Regions from separate parts of the Oncorhynchus mykiss genome. Here region 1 is linked to region 2. Evidence: chromatin contacts called from public Hi-C data. All regions are on one chromosome and are shown on one strand. Each heading gives the region's core, a stretch centred on a gene start, on an enhancer-like site or on the middle of the called end of the contact. The rest is flanking DNA. Distances are from core to core; before and after follow the strand shown. Region 1 holds the start of LOC110532339 (rho-related GTP-binding protein RhoA-C). Region 2 holds the start of lzic (protein LZIC).

What was found. A called contact is a pair of places that touch in the nucleus more often than the background predicts.
Region 1: a Hi-C map of blood shows a contact between it and region 2, with 6 times the contacts expected there. The contact joins the promoter of LOC110532339 here to the promoter of lzic in region 2. A contact is called at or near these places in 2 of 3 Hi-C or Micro-C datasets (blood and liver).

The regions. Positions count from the first base shown.
Region 1 is chr9:52,180,373-52,185,222 of USDA_OmykA_1.1, forward strand. LOC110532339 (rho-related GTP-binding protein RhoA-C) reads left to right here and starts at 1,856. Exons shown (of 5, transcript XM_021616144.2): 1 at 1,856-2,011.
Region 2 is chr9:51,919,164-51,923,598 of USDA_OmykA_1.1, forward strand. It overlaps lzic (protein LZIC), which reads left to right and starts at 1,983. Exons shown (of 7, transcript XM_021616133.2): 1 at 1,983-2,091; 2 at 2,673-2,782; 3 at 3,089-3,224; 4 at 3,609-3,707; 5 at 3,976-4,071; 6 at 4,372-4,435. The coding sequence starts at 2,682. It overlaps LOC110532330 (nicotinamide/nicotinic acid mononucleotide adenylyltransferase 1), which reads right to left and starts at 1,980. Exons shown (of 5, transcript XM_021616126.2): 1 at 1,835-1,980.

The sequences.
Region 1 (4,850 bases), core at 606-3,105, 260 kb after region 2:
CTATCACAGTGCAGGTGCATTTATACGGAGACTTGATTACACACAGGTGGATTGTATTTATCATCATTAGTCATTTAGGTCAACATTGGATCATTCAGAGATCCTCACTGAACTTCTGGAGAGAGTTTGTTGCACTGAAAGTAAAGGGGCTGAATAATTTTGCACGCCCAATTTTTCAGTTTTTGATTTGTTAAAAAAGTTTGAAATATCCAATAAATGTCGTTCCACTTCATGATTGTGTCCCACTTGTTGTTGATTCTTCACAAAAAAATACAGTTTTATATCTTTATGTTTGAAGCCTGAAATGTGGCAAAAGGTCGCAAAGTTCAAGGGGGCCGAATACTTTCGCAAGGCAATGTAGGTCTTATCAGAAAAATGTTCTTTTCTCAGCTTTTTATTTCCTTAAACTGACATTGGACATCTTGCACAACACCAATCTTTCCACTGTTTGAGTTATTGCATTTTTCCCCAGTCCCTAAACGAAAGACAATTTTACCGATCTTAACAACATTAATGAATGAATTCTTTCGACGTAAGAAATTCTGGTGAGCACTACTTTATTTAGTCTTCTAGAGCAACAAGTTATGACAGAAGATAAGCTGTATATAACTTTAGGTGACAAACAAATGACCTACCAAATGTCCGAAATTATAAGCAGAGACTTGGCTAGATTAGGGGTTAAAAGGTACGGAGTATCAGCAAAATAAATTATTATGCAATTATTATGGTGGATCAAAGTGATTTGTTTGACAAGCAGGATGAAAACGTTATCACACAACACCCATGATATGTGCAACTGAGCCTGTGCAGACTACGAAAAACAACAGTTTTAAATGTTAATGTACAATATTTGATGGATTTGCAAAAAATATGTTACAAATTTCTATCTAGGTGGCTAACGTTAGCTGGGTTCAGGTTGTTTAGGAGTTAGTTTGAAGGGTTAGCTAAATTGCATTGTTTGCTCTATAACCTGTTAGTTCATATACCTTGCGACCGTGATGTATAGGCTTAAAGCCGAGACAATAATACAGTGGTGAAATCAATTCAACCAAACCTTTTGTTCAAGCAAGTTAATGTTTCCAACATTTTCGGACTAATAAACAACTATTGATTTAGAACCATGGAGAGCAAGTCGCAAAGAAAACAGGAGCTGCCTCCACTAATTACAGCACCAGTTCAACATCATGATCTCTGTGTGTGTGTGTACGTTCGTTCGTGCAAGTAAAGAACATGTTGACTCACCCTACTTGTACCCTAAACCCTAACATAACCCTTAACATTTTACAAAAAAATTGAACAATGAGCCAGATATTTCCCCGGATCTATAAATGAGAAGCTTCCGTTTGGCGTTTCCACTTACTACCAAATATGGTGAAGAGAGGAAGCCCAATGGCCGGTAGTGGGAGAAGATGTAGCTAGATCGATTTTGGCCGACTTTCTGCTCATTTTCTCATCGATTAAACATTTGATCTCCATACAGTTTTGTGTTTCCAAAACTAGAATTTGTAACTGAGAGGACTGCGTTTTGTAGACCTTACCCTTTGCCAAAGTTTCACAAGAGTGTGTTGTTTTGAAGGAGTGCAAGGGCAAATAGAGTTCGCTTTAGCACAGAGTAGGCGTTCCCTAACGGCAAAATGCAAATAAATGGTAGAATGCCCTAATAGGATCTCACTAGCTTGTGCTTGGCTCTGCCCACCTTGCTTGTTCTTTTCACTATGATTCATTTTCTCCCATTGGAATGACAGGTTCTGGTCGATATTGGGTTTGTGACGTCCCAAGGATCTCGATTAGCATGGACCGAACAAGATCCACTCGTGACTTCCGTTTTTCCCTGAACCGGTAAACATGTATATATAGTTGACTTAAATATCTGTCACTCATTCATTTGAGGCGTCCTATTGGCGCGAGATCATGGGCATAGGCGGATGTTATCGGCGTGGCACACTGTCGGGGGCGGGGTTGAAGGGTCGGACAGGAAAAGAAAAAGGCGAGGACATCTGCAACGAAAACGGTAATAAAACTAGTAGCTAAATGTAACCTATTTTAACATCGTTGTTATTGATCACCATGAAAAGGGACCATTTATAAACTAAATGTTTGGATGAGGCTTTAAAACGTGTTTTCTGTAGGCAAGATGACATTAGGCCAGAGTGACAAATTAGCTAGCGGCGTTGATGCCGGAAACGAACGAACAATTGAAGTGAAAAGACTCCTCGTTTCAGCTCCACCAGTCAGAGCTAGACAGGCCAATGCTAGATAGCAGGTCACCAGAGTCGGGTATACAGTGCCATCATCACCATTAGGAAGTTCGTAACACATCCCTGGTCTGAAAGCAAGCTAGCTAGCTAGCTAGCTCTTCACCCTGTATAGTCGACAAGATCTCTAGCTAGCTAACTCGCTAGATACCACTGACATGATAAGTGACAATGTAAATAACCGCCGTCCACCGAACCGCACTTGCAATACTGGGCGTTTTTAAACGAGACAATCATTGTAGCTAACTATTTGTTTGTCCAACTAGCTACAGTAGTTATCTAGCACTGAGTTTACGTGAGAAGAGGGGGAAATAACTAGCTAGCTAATATAACTTGGGTGCGGCTAATACATTCATAGACGAACTACCTTTAGCGCCTATTGACGATAGTGTCTTCTGCCAAGCCTGTGGGGAATGTTAAGATCCCCAACGCTCATCGTTAACGCATCGCTTGCGGTAAATGTTTTGGAAGCTGTACCTGTGCTATCTAGTTTACTCTGAACAGCTTTAAGTGTAACTGGATAGGAAGTGTAGTTCGTCAACTGGAGGCACACATAGCATATAGGTAGGTCTGTGCAAAACTGCTTTACTTACTGTATTTTGTTATTTGAAAGCGGGGCATATCAGCATGTTTCAAAAACCGTTTAGCAAGAGATGATTGACGTTTCATAACGCTAATACACAGCGTGGCCTTAGCTAACCCCTGAAACCCTGAGGGTTTTTGTGAGAGCTAGGGTGCAGGTGTTGAGGACATGCGTCCATGGGGTGGCTAGCTTGATCTCAATCAAAGGGTCTTCAGCAGGTAGTCTGCCTTTAGTGATGATAGTGACTTTTTTGGTATGATGGGTCATTCCATGTTAATGTATTACACATTTCCATTTATGTATTTTCCTGAAATTCAGTAGGCTTAGATAAATAATTAAAGTTAGGTTACTATAAATCTATGGGGTTACAGGCCTTGAGCACTACGGACTGGTTTCCTGGACTCAGATTAACCCTAGTCCTGGACTGAAAAGCACTGCAATGGCGAAATCTGTGTGTGGGAAACTGGCTCTATGGTAATGTTCCAGATGTTCAGATTCTGTTGTTACTGGAGCTGAAGTTGGTGGCTGGCTTTCATAGGTCCTTTGACGCATTTAGGAGGCTTAGCCCCAAATTCAGTTGTTTAACAGGTGGGAACCAGGGTTTCAATTAGACTGTAATATCAAGCCGATAAATAAAATTGGCACCGGCAAATTGCCCGGGAAAAAAATCCCATTGCGAAATAGACTTTTAGCCTATTCGTTGATGTAAATACATTTGACTGGTCATACTTATCTTCTATGGGTCATTTGCGTAATTTAGTGGTACTAAATTGGCGCGTGTGTTTATTCGTTTATCTTATTTATCACACGTGCACAACATAGATACAGAGCATGTGAGTGGAAAATCTGTCGGACAGCGCTTTTATAAACCCAATATTGCGCAACAATTCTAAACGCAATGGTATATTTCTCAACTGGTAATTGAAGCGCGCTACCCATTCGCCATTCAAATGCTAGGCAACGTGCCAGGCTTCATCATTGCATCACAACACTTTGCCATGAGTATGAGGCAGTATGCATTTTGAGAACATAGCTACTTAATTGTTTGAACCCTGAACTTTTTACTTCATACTAGGCATAGTTCAATACCTTCCTTCAAAGTAGCCTAGGCAAAATCCGACCATATCCGTTGAAGATATTATTTTATACACTTCCATAAGCCATTGAAACAAAGCCTATTTTCGCTCATGTTCTATATATATTTATTTTATTTTTTTCCCCGGTAACCAAATGCACATTTGCATGTAGCCTATTGCCTTGTGCGCATTCCTGTGCTAATAATGTTAAGAAATAGTTTATCAACACTTTAAGCTAAACTTTCTGATCTGTTCCATCAGATTAATTGCTTTTTAACGTTAGTTGCCTAGGCCTACTGATTTGTATCAATTTGGGATCTACCGTCCCACAACTGTCCCAGAGTCTGTTTGGGCTATTTCTTTCTCAAGCTGACCAATATAATAGGTACATTTTCTACTACACAAAATTAAATCAAACCATTCAAAATAGCCTACTAAAGCATGATTTGGCCATAGTAGATCATTAGCTATCCCTAGCTTTAAAACAAGTGTTTTTTTTGTTGTATTGCTTTGCCTACAGTGGGAAGGAAGGGCAGCAAGTATCAGATAGCTGAGTTGTGATTGTCAGTGAAAAGTAGAGGCCCAACCAGTCATCGCAATGTTTAAAAAAAAAATCACGGGAAAGCAAATGGCTATTGCTGTAAAGAAAATACAATGAAATGACTCCAGACGGTTTATTAGTTATCAAAATTCTCAACTTAATTGAGCAAACAGTAGGCCTATTACCTATCTTATTGACACCAGCTGAGAGCATCGGCCATATCCCCGGTGAGTGCGCACTGCGCATATTCACTATCATTGTTGGTTCAGTGCCACTTAAATTTGTTTTGGACAATCATTTCCTCCAGTTTAGATTGACGTCATTTTTCTTGATATGTTTGTTAGTCTTAGCAGAGTAGGCTACCCTGTAATTTGTCGTATAAAAAACATTTGATA
Region 2 (4,435 bases), core at 733-3,232:
ACCCTAACCCGGACGATGCTGGGCCAATTGTGTGCCGCCCTATGGGACTCCCAATCACAGCCGGTTGTGATACAGCCTGGAATTGAACCAGGGTCTGTAGTGCATTAGACCGCTGCTCCACTCTGGAGCTTGACTCAAAAAGTGATAAGTGCTATCTGATATCCCTGGGACGTCCATACCCTAGACCTAAACCTAACCTCAGCCCCCTCTTCTTCAGTGGGGTTGAAGGCTATTTCGATCATCTAGCTAAAATATAAGCCTATTTTGACTAACAAGCCATGGCAATAGACAATAAAACAATCCTGAAAACATTTTTTCTTCTATATCATGGTGGCCCACAAACAATAGTTTAAGTGCATGCCGCCACCTACTGTGCAAGAATGTATGATCAATCATGATCGGCCCAATTCTGTACTACCATGAAAATAAATTCTAAACCAAATAAATCCCTAACTTTTACCACAACCTCCCCAAAAACCCCTCCCCATTAAACTGTATATCTGTCATGCTGAAACACTCCACCCTTAGCATTGTTCAGCATGTCAACAACCATTTCAACAGTAACATCTGTTACCCCCAATATATCTCTTTTGCCTTCTCCACAATAACCTTCAACCTGTTATTTTTGCTTTCCACACCCCAAGTTGTACTGATAATCTTAGCAATATAATTCATTATCAAAGTGTCCTTTGACAAGGCACATTCATGAGCACAAGATTTTTTAACAGGCCTCAAAATCATGCCAGGACAATCAGAAGCACCAGCCCCGACAGTAGACCCACTACAGGTACATCCGTGTATGCGCCATCAGTCCGCACTGTAGTTCTACCAATCTGTTTTATGGCCTCTGCATACGATACAGGATCAGTCATGATGTATCTCTGAGCCTCTCGCTGTACCTTGCATTAACCAAATGCTGCACTGTGTTCTCCCCCACAATTACAGCACTTACCCTTCACACTGCTTCCACATTCACCGTAATCATGTGCGCCTTCACACTTGGCACATATTTTCTTTCCTTTACACTGAACAGCTACATGTCCCATTCTTTGGCATTTAAAACACCACAGTGCATGGGACAAATGATCTAACATTGAAACTAAGGAATCCTATCTGTACTTTTCCCGGCAAGACTTTCTCAAACCTCACAATCACTGATAACCTTTCACTTCTTTGATCCTCTTTCATCTGTGAACATAGATATATTGGGACCCCAGTGAGGAATACCCTTAACCTAGCATAAGCACCAGGTACATGGCTTTTAATCTTCATCCCATTCAATGTTTCTATTTTTCAATATCTTCCCCTTGTTCCCACACAATATTAACAATCTACCATGTCCAATGAAGCGAGCTAATTTCACTTCACCTACCTCTTTCTCTGCGGCATTACCTTCAACCAAGTTAGTCAGATAGGGTGTAAGTGAGACCCTGTGGTCTCATCAAACACAATCACCACTTTCCACTCCAACACATCACTACTCTTGTATCCTACCTTGGCCCTCTTTAAGCTTTCTTTACAAGACGATCCACTACTTTCTGTACTATGATCTCTCTTCTTCCTATGTCTTTTCACTACCGAACATTCCGACCCTTGACCCTCACGTTCCATACCATCTATACTGACACCCATATTGTTCTCATTCCAGCACAGCTGCTGCTGCTGCTTCACCAACTTTTCCTCAATTTCCTCCATTTCATCTGCACTACTCGCCGCCATTTCCCATGAACCTCTTACCACATTTCTGCAATAGCGAAACAAGACTCAACGATATCAAACAACTCTCACTTGTGATCAAACAATCGGTCTCATTCGTTTCTAGTCGCCTCCTTACACAGTTCAGCCACAAACGTGTCAATCCCTCAATCTTTCCAGATCCCTGAAAACATTCGCTTGATGTTCCCAAAATACAAGGAACCTAACACTAAAATGACTCTTTAAAATGTAATGCACTTTCTGTATTACTAATCGGTCTTTGATTGGAGAGGATTAAAATAGAGACATATGATTGGACAAAAAATAACCGGAAAGGACAAGGCCGCACCCACGGAATAAGAGTCAAGTCTAGGTGGGATTCAGCTTTTGTCAGATGTACGTAAATCATTTTTTGTTGTTGCATTTTAGCTAATCCTAACAATTTTCTAACTTTAACCAAATTCTCATAACCTTCGACATTTAATAGGCTACGTAATTTCTCATAAACCGGCTACGAAAAGTCAATTCTGACAAATGCTGGATCCCTTCTATCCATGACCACAAACAAGAGCTACGTTCACAACTCCCACACTCCCCAATGTTTTTTGACAGTATTTTGTAACACATTTCATGGAGAAGTATTCAAATATATGTTCACCTCTTTCCTAAATTGATTGTGTTGAGGCGAGTTATATTTTTCTAACGATCAGGTGAGGATTACTTATTTAATTTTTTCAAGCCAGCAGCTAGACAACTATAGCCACAGGCTAGACTACTACACGCACAAAAAAACTGTCTCAGTCAGATGAATCTGGCGGCCAGTGGGAACAAGGTAGCTAACTATAGTAGCTAGCTAATAGCGAATGTTATTCTTCATGTCAAAGGATAGACCGCTCCATTGTGTTTGTAGCTAGGTAGTTAATCCACAAGTGATACATGAAATTGAACTATTTACTCACTAAATATGATATTTGCAGGGTGGAAGCATGGCTTCTCGTGGCAAATCAGAAACTGGGAAACTAAAACAAAACATGGAGGAGCAACTGGACAGATTGATGCAACAGCTCCAAGATTTGGAAGAGTGCAGGTACTCTCATCATCAGTCATTCCTAACTGTGAACATAATGTGGGTTGTCTGGATGTTCCACACACAGAACTAGAATTAATTCAGTGTATTATATTTATAAGATTCCACTAAGGGATGTAGCATGGAACTTAGACCACATATGTCTAGAGTGGATGTTCCACTCACAGAATTAGAATGAGTCATTATATTCATTCTATTTCTATGATTCCACAAAGTGATACATGTAGTATTAATGGAATTTAGAGCACATCTCTGTACACCCATAGATTTTGTTCCTCCATTACCAGGGCTCTCTGTTTATTCTAGAGAAGACCTAGAAGAGGAGGAGTATGAGGAGACCAAGAAGGAAACCCTGGAGCAGTTGAATGAGTTCAATGAGTCTCTGAAGAAGATGGTGACAGGCAACATGACACTGGTGGATGAGCTTGGAGGAATGCAACTGGTAGGGACTTTGGATGACCAGATATTAAAATTAAATAGAATATTATGAATATAAATAATATACTTAAAGGAAATCAAACTCATTCCATGGAGGTTTGAGTGTCTGCTGTTTTTTGTTAATTCCTTTAAATGTGTGTCCAATTAAGACCAAGACAACTAGGTGATGGCAGTTCCTAAATAATCAATTATCAATCAAGTACAAGGAAGGAGCGAAAACCCACAGACACTACCATACAGGAAATGAGTTTGACACCCCTGATCTAATGTATCTCTATGGGCCATACACTGTCATATCATAAGAGTGACATAATATTATAACGGGTAATGACAAACCATAATGTTGTCATGATGCATGACATGGGAGAACTGTCCTTTTCTTCATTAGGCAATCCAGGCTGCCATCAGCCAAGCTTTCAAGACCCCCGAGGTGATCCGAATGTTTGCCAAGAAGCAACCGGGGCAGTTGAGAACCAGATTAGCAGAGGTTTGTCGGAAGCACTGTTCATCTATGTATTTTATGTACATTATTGTTTGTACATTATTTGATACATTTAATATCAAAAGTAAGCTTTACATTCTAAAACCTGTTCAGTTCATGGAATGCTTTGAGGGACACATATTAGTCGTGGACTAAAAAGCATGGTCAATTGAGAATCTCTATTGAAATAGCTTTTTAATCCAGGACTAAGATTAATCTGTGACTGGGAAACTGCCCCTGAAAGTTTAGCCGAATGGTGTGAAATTTTCTGTAGATGGACCGTGATGTCATGGTGGGAAAACTTTCGAGGGATGTGTACACTCAGCAGAAGGTGGAGATCCTCACTGCCTTGAGAAAACTGGGCGAGAAGGTAAAAGGCCCGTTGTACCAGTGTACTGTGATCCCTTCTTCATATAGCTTAAACTTGTGATGAATACTGTAAGAGAAAGTGGCATTGAATATTTTGAAAATCTGCTATGATGGAATGGTAATTGGTATAACATACAAAATGTAACCATCTGGAGTTCAATAAATTGTATGCTATATATGACAGTCATTAACTGTCATTTCATTTTAGTGAAATACTATAACAGGGGTCTTATGACTATGGTGTGGATTAATGGTCTTTCCTCAGTTTCACTCTTTTCATTTCTCCTTGTTCTTCCTGCAGCTTACAGTCGAAGACGAGACTTTTCTGGCTGAAAATGTGACCGCAACTCTCAGCCAATTTGAAA